Regions from separate parts of the Danio rerio genome. Here region 1 is linked to region 2. Evidence: chromatin contacts called from public Micro-C data. All regions are on one chromosome and are shown on one strand. Each heading gives the region's core, a stretch centred on a gene start, on an enhancer-like site or on the middle of the called end of the contact. The rest is flanking DNA. Distances are from core to core; before and after follow the strand shown.

The links. A called contact is a pair of places that touch in the nucleus more often than the background predicts.
Region 1: a Micro-C map of caudal fin shows a contact between it and region 2, with 8 times the contacts expected there. The contact joins the promoter of mrpl14 here to the promoter of btaf1 in region 2. A contact is called at or near these places in 3 of 18 Hi-C or Micro-C datasets (caudal fin, hematopoietic stem cells and an unstated tissue) and 1 of 4 datasets of contacts at active chromatin or transcription factors (gastrula embryo).

Annotation. Positions count from the first base shown.
Region 1 is chr13:46,255,154-46,259,214 of GRCz12tu, reverse strand. It overlaps mrpl14 (mitochondrial ribosomal protein L14), which reads right to left and starts at 1,827. Exons shown (of 3, transcript NM_201147.2): 1 at 1,774-1,827; 2 at 1,511-1,581. The coding sequence starts at 1,569. It overlaps lrrfip2 (leucine rich repeat (in FLII) interacting protein 2), which reads left to right and starts at 4,039. Exons shown (of 13, transcript NM_199479.3): 1 at 4,039-4,061.
Region 2 is chr13:46,116,838-46,120,806 of GRCz12tu, reverse strand. It overlaps btaf1 (BTAF1 RNA polymerase II, B-TFIID transcription factor-associated), which reads left to right and starts at 2,713. Exons shown (of 38, transcript XM_005169532.6): 1 at 2,713-3,011. The coding sequence starts at 2,998.

The DNA of each region.
Region 1 (4,061 bases), core at 578-3,077, 140 kb before region 2:
GGCAATCAAATTTATGTTTATATTCTACATTTTTATTATTATTTAAGATATAGATCAGAGAAAGCTTTTTCTTACTATAAAAGGGCTGAACCCCCATACATCTTGTTTTGATGTCTTTCAGGGGATAAAGTATTAATTATGGAGGTCAAACCCCCCTGTAATTTGCACCCTGATTGTAGTGCCAGGCAAAGATTTATTGCACAGAAATAGAAACAATTTTGTTAGAGAAATAATTTTGTATTGATTACATTTGTAATATATAAATAATTTTTTTTATATATAATTAAATTTGTAATATATAATAAATGTAAATACAATTTGTATCACACACATAGTTTATATCTATATACAAATAAATAAATATTTAGAAACATACAGTGCTCAGCATATGAGTACACCCCTCACAAATCTATCTTTTAAATTAAATTATTTCTACAGAATGCTTTACAATAATATATTTTTTCATATACATTAGTTTAGTCACTGAAAATATGCCAAATATGCAAAAAAAATAGCTTACAATAACAGTCCAAAAAAGATTACACCCAAATGTATAATGTTAGGGGGTAAAAACAAATTAAAAATGATTTTAAAAAAAAGAAAAAATTTAGTTTAAATTTTGCAGATAGTATTTTTTTAAATTATTGACATGTTTTTACTGAATAATTGTATTTGTTGTTTATTATTATTATCATGCACTATATAATAGGTCTAGCATTGTAATATATTTAAAATTTATTTTTTATTTAGTTTATTTAGTTTTCATTACATTTATTCATTTTATTTATATATTTGTAATAATTATAAACCCAAAGGTATCATTTATATCAAGCATTTTAAATATAAAGCGTTTTAAATGATGAGTTTTTTAAAGAATCATAGTTTCACTGCTAGTAAATAATCTTAATTACACACACACACACACATTTATGCATGCATGTATGTATATACACTACCGGTCAACAAAAGTTCGGGGTTTGTTTTTTCCCATTTTTTTTGTTATTTTGTTTATCAAGGCGACATTAAATGAAAAAACCTACTCCAGTTATTATTGCTTTTAGTACTATTACCATTAATAACATATTAATAACAATAATAATAATTATTATTATGAGAGTGATTTCTAAATGATCATGAGACTGATGACTGGAGTAATGAAGCTGAAAATTCATCTTTAAAATCACTGGAATGAATTATTAAATTATAAACTACTTTCAAACAGTTATTTTATAGTGCGATAAAATTTCACAATTGTACAATGTGTTCTGCATTTATGATTAAATAAATGCAGCTTTAGTGAGCAGGAGAAGCTTATTTAAAAACATTTAAAAATCATGCTGATCCCAAAACATTTGACCAGTAGTGTGTATATATAAATATGAACATAAAATGTATGATTATGAATGATAATATAACTCAAAAAAGGCAAGTTATTATATTACACTACAATATTTAGCGATAGTTCCACCATATGATTGTGGACTCTTTCAAAACTGTAGAAATACTTCACCTGAAAGCCCTCTGCTGCATCAGTTTGGGCAAAATCAGCCCGGATAACGACAATGCCATCCTGACCACACACTAAAAACAAGAGAAAAGTCAAAAATAGTGACAAGAGCATCCTGTGACTAATGAGTTCAATATTTATAGCAATAAGCATCAGGTTTACACTCCTTCTGGTTACCACTGAAAGCATGCAGATGAACTCAAGCATCTATATAACCATTGGTAAGTGCATTTATAAAATAATACTGTATAAATAACGATAAATACCTGAACAGTTCATTCACAGCCCACACCAATGTCACGCACACATCGGCTCTGCGTCATGACAAAGCGACGTTTGGTCTTTTTCTTCTATTGAATCGAGCTTATTAATTTGCGCCACCTGCAGTACTGGAGGACACACCTTTACAGTCCATACAGTACAGTCAAACCCCAAATTATTCATCATACCCCTGGCAAATTCTGACTTAAAGTCACTTTTATTCAACCAATAAGTTTTTTTTTTACTAGAAATGAGACAGGCTTCTCCCAAATGATAACAAGACGACACAAGAGGCATCATTGTGGAAAATATCTATTTATTCAATCATTTTCTTTCCGGCTTTTAGTCTGGGGTCGCCACAGCGGAATGACATTTGTATTTTGAAATCAACAGCTAGGGGTCATCATTGGACTGGAAATGTAACACATACTTATGATGTGGTATAAAAACATTAAGAAATTACATTTTTTACCATGATTTTGCAGGAAAAGGTGTACTTCAGTATTTGGTTATATACACAATTAATGTCTTATCTTAACTTACAGTGGCATTTGTTTAGAGAAAAGGTTCATTGTTTTGGTGAAAGATGGTAATAGTTGGAATTACAATTATAAAGTTGAAAGGTTTAGGGTTAAATTTACTGGTTAAATTTAGGATGAGGAATTTATGACAAGTGCGCTCAGCCTACATTAACAAAATAAATACGTAAACACAAAAAGCATCTGAAATAAACAATATACTAAAGAAATGACAAAATACACATCTGTTCAGTTTTAAAGGCTTTCTGTTCTGTAGTGTTTAAGAGAGTATTTCTAGATATGTTAGAAAGCTGCTAAAACTCATGTGTTACTGAAAAAATAATGATAATGCAATTGTTTGAAGGAATACTTTCTGCTTTTCAATCAGATCCATAAATAACAACCATTTTAATGATTTACTTTGTTTTTTGTTTGTTTCTTAAAGGACCCACTCCTAACTAACAAAGGTCCAGAATTTGTCCCATACATGAGCTCATTTGTCCTCTTTTGACAGCTATGCCATTATAAATTGTGGAAATTAATCATTGAAGAGGACTTTAAGACAGAGAGGCAAACTGGCATAAGTGAAGTCATCTTTCACTACTGACCTACTGTATTGCTGTTAAATACTAAAAACATTTTGCAAGTAACTTTTATTCTAAATCTTGGACCTTATTCTTGATAGAAAGAAATAAAGACCAGTAAAAAGTTGTGTAGCACCAAAAGTTGATTTTAAAGCTTAAAAATGTATGTTAATACTTATTAGGCTAGTGTTGTTATTCATAAATTTTCAAATGCACTTTTTACAAGATAGGCTAGAAAAATCAGACAGAATCATAATCGGAAAGAGCTTTATTGCCAGGTATGTTTGCACATACGAGGAATTTGTTTTTGTGACAGAGCTTCTACAGTGCAACAGAATTACAGAGACAGGACAATAAACAGATAATAAATATATGAAAAAGCAGTAGTGAAGTAGATCAGGAAAAAAGTAAGGAAATTAGTAAGTAGATAGTTTTTTTTAAAAGTATTATTCAAATGGCCAAATTCTGACCAGAAAGTTGAATGTGCTTACTTCGCCTTAATATGCAGTATTTAATTTAAAGCTCTAACAGATTGATTTTCCCCTAATGACTTACAAAGTAATACATTTGTATTTTAAAATTATTATAGAATTAAGTTTTTTTCTATTATATTTCTTTATTTTAAATCCTTAAGAAATGTTTTTGGTACATCAAAAAATATGATTTTGATGACCACAGCTAAAAATGTGTTTTAAATGTCACCTAAATATAGTATTTAAATCTTATAATTAAGTAGAAAATGAGGCAAATACCTGCAAAAAAGTTGGCTACGGGCCTGATCTAATATGTTTTTGTATCCCCTGATAGTAAATAATAATAAAATAATAATAATGTTAATAAAAAAGTGAGAGTAGGTGTAAAGATGGTTAGCTGGTCTAGGCGTGTTCAAAAGCCACGCCTCCTTTCCTCAACATCCGGGCCTTTCATCGCGAAGCTGGAAAAAACACTTCAAACTCTTAGAGACGCCCATAATCAGAGTGTGTATCTACTTTCACCTACTTATACTACATTTTTTAATACAAAAATAAACTAACTGTAGCGTCTCTTATAACTTAGCATTAGACGTTTTTGGGGAAAGTTTGTAGTGACGGATAGTGTCAGTTTGTGGCTGTCACGAAGGCACGCGCGCGCTCACTCATACAGCCGCGCGCACGTGCATGTGACGCGCGCTCGCTCACTCGTCAGCGGGAA
Region 2 (3,969 bases), core at 1,464-3,963:
CGCTGAGAGAACCGACGAGCTTTATAGGAATGCAGATGCAAATGATTACAATGCGACGTCACTGCTGTGAGTCTCGTTGTCATGGTGAGCGCTGAAGAGAGCACCCCATTGGAGCACACCGGCTCGGGAATCTCCGTCATGGCGTGTTGCGGTCGGCTGTGGACAAAAACAAATTAAATAAATTGAATAAATATTTTTACATTTTTTGATGCTGTGAATTATTCTAGGATGCAGTAGAATATGGAGACAAACAAATATAATTAAAGACATTAGAAAAGAGAGTGAGCCCGGTTAGAACAACAACACACTGCTCTGACCAATGAATGACTCTGAAAAACTCCTGATAAACTGGCCAAGTACGCCATCTAGCATCAGGTTCACATAACCTAATAGCATGTCACTTGCTACCCCACTACATCATGCCCGAACTCGGGGGGTCCAGCATTTGTCCTTTTAATTATTTTATGTGATTTTATATTATATATTATATTTATATTCAATATACAGGCCCGTAGCCAGCCTGATGAAAGCGTTGGTTCTAATGTGGACTTTTTTGCAGTTATACGCTGTAGCTTCTATTTAACTATTAGATTTAAATACTGCATTTTAGTGACTTAAGCAGTACTTTTTTTTGCTGGATTAACTAGTCAGCTGTCATCATAACCACTTTTTGATGTATTAAAATATTTCCTACGAATTTGCAATAAAGAAAAATTTAAAACAAAAAAAAATTATTATTACATCATATATCATTAGGTAAAATAGCAATCTGGTAAAGTTTTAAAGTAAAAAAAAACTATACCCTACTGTCATTTATTATACAAAAAACAAACTGGCCAGCACATTCAACTGTGATCTGGGATGCATTCCAGATGAAACTGGACAGGTCTTATCATTTTTAGACAAAATTAATATAAATAAAATAAATTTTGACCAAGAGAAAATTTGACCTGCGCTTGAAACACCTGTAGGTGCGCTTTTACAGCCAAAATCCTATTAAAAACAGGCTTACTATAAGCATTAAACAATGTGTTCCAAATGTTCAGGCCTGAAAGGGGTTCGTGTGGTTCAGAAGACCCACCCCTCACTGACAAAGGTCCAGAATTTGTCCCATATAGAAGTTCATTTGTCCTATATTTTGACTGCTATGCCATCATAAATAATGAAAATAATCCATCGAAAAAGGTTTTAAGACCAAACGGAATCCTCTGTCGGCTGTTGCTTCGACTATGATCTGATGTAAGAGAAGTCTTCTTTCACAACTGTATTGCTTTTAAACAGAGAAAACATTTTACAGGGAACTTTATTCTAAATTTGGACCTTATTTCTGAAATAAAAATGAGCAACAAAAAGGTGTGAAGCACCAGAAGCAGACCATGTTAAATTAATTTGAATACATTTTGGCTAATGTTGATATCCAGGAATTTTCAAATGTATTTTTTCTACCAAAGAGAACAGATAAATTCTGAAGAATTCATTGTTATTATTATTATTATTATTAATAATAATAATAATAATAATTATTACTATTAATAATTTATTATTATTATTATTATTATTATTATTATTATTATTATTATTATTATTATGTTTTAATTCTTTTTTAATGAAATGGCCAAATTGTGACCGAGGACAGTTGAATGTGCTGACCAGTTTTTTTTTTTGTTTTTTTTTTTTTTGCATAATAAATGACAGTAGGCTACAGTTTTTTTACTTTAAAACTTTAACAGATTGCAATTTTTTCCTAATGATAAATGATGTAATAAATTTGTATTTTAAAAATGAGTCTTGTTTAAATTTTTTATGCAATTTTTTAGGAAATATTTTAGTACATCAAAAAGTGTGGTTATGATGAGATCTGACTAGCTAATCCAGCAAAACAAAAAATCACTAAAATGCAGAATTTAAATCTCATAGTTAAATAGAAACTGAGGCGTATAACTGCAAAAAGGTCCACTTTTTGAGAAAAAAAGGACCACCATTTCACCAGGCTGGCCTACTATGATAACACCCAAAGCTAAAGATAAAAATGAAATGAACTGTATTTTATGATGTTCTGAGGAGTGAAACAGTTTTCAGGTACATCATTTGAATAATCAAATTTAATATAATGCTGCATTGTGTTTATTGTAAAGATGATTAAATTAAATTAATCGTTATTTCTTATGCATGAATGCTATTAAAATGCTCATACAGTACAAATGGTTTTGTTTTAGGACTGTTGGGCCCCATGGCTGGAACTGCTTCGGGCCCCAAATCACTAAACCCACCCCTGATTGTTTCAATATGTAAATATTTGGTCACCAATATTGACTTTAAACCTTAGAAATTATTTTGCAGGATGAACGTGATATATAATTTTAAGTGCACTTCTTAATCAAGCATCTTGAAGTTGATACTTGTCTTTTAGGATTTTCGACTGCTATTTATAGAGGATGACATTGATGCAAGTTTTATTATTAAATTGGTCGAATGCGAATGTGGAACAGCGACAAAAACAGTTTTATATTCAGCATATATGAATATTTATATATATTTTTACTGAAAAGAAGATGAATAAAACCCGTGTTTCCGGACCATGTTTTTTTCTCCTACAGTGTACTTCCTTTTGCAAAGTGCCTTGCGATTGGCCGGCCGGAGCCCATGTAACCAATCACAGCGCGCCTACCATGGAGGAAGGAATAAATGCAAGATGGCTCCTCATATAAAACCAGCCGCCTGGCTTCTCTTTTGTGATCTACAAAATTATTTCTCCCCGTTTGTTCGATTAAAATACCGTTTTCGGGGAAGTGCGGAGGGCTGAATCAATCTGTACGCTGGCGTGGAGTTACTCAAGCGTCTTCGGGCGCTGTGGGAAATATTTAATAAGCGAGCAGGCGGATTTTGAGGCAGTGCGCGAGATTTCGGGCCTGTCCGCGCACGCGTCGGTCAGCAGCAGCCGAACCTGAACCCGAACCCTCGGCCGGACACAAACCCGGACCCCCGAACAGCTCACACATGGCCGTTTCAAGGTGAGTCTATGGATAATACCTCATCTCCAGCAACCATGCCACTCCACACTTCAATTTGCTCATTCCTATCACTTAACGACATGCTATCCATCCTATCGTTAAGTAAAAGCGTCTGTCAGTTGAGCTCGGTCAACATTTTAAAACAAGGAACCATAATATTAAGTTACCTCCCAGCCAAACACTGCAGAAACAACCTACAAAATATGACACGTCAGTACATTTAACCGTGTTATTTTAGTGCAATATATCATAGTGGGTTACATTTCGGGCTGTGCGTTATGAATCCAACAGTTTGTGGTCTGTCATAATGGTTCCACTTTATCCTGGTAAATCTCCGGTTAATGTGTAAATCCACGGGTGATTAGTGGACTAACCCTGCAGTGTCATCCTTGTCCGGGCTGGGCTCTTGTCAGTGAGCTAAAGACACAGACTGAATTAAGGCAGCTCTCATTTCTCCTAATCCATCTCTTCAGTTGATGCGGTAGATTATTGTTCCGTTATGTAACGCTTCTGACAGGATGGTGTGAGGAAACCTGCTGGGATATGTGTATTTTTATCATTTATTTATTTTTAAGTAATTAAAGTTGTACACATTAAGGGATTCATTAATACTGGAAGCCTGTATCTTCATAGATCCGATCGGTTCGTCTCCTCATGGGCGGCGCCATGTTGATCACACATCGGTTATTACTACTAATAATGCCTAGTTAGTTCATAAACAAACCTAATGTAGTCTAGATCTTTTGATGTCAGTGTGTGAACAGAATCACTTGATTTTCTGGGGATGCATAGACCCTGAGTTAAAGATACAAATGAAATCAACTGTATTTTATGGTGTTTTGAGGAATAAAACAGTAGTCAGGTACATCATTTGAATAATCAAATTTAGAATAATACTGCATTGTGTTCATTGTATAGAGCAGGGTTCAACGCTAATGATTTTTTTCTACTGGCCCAA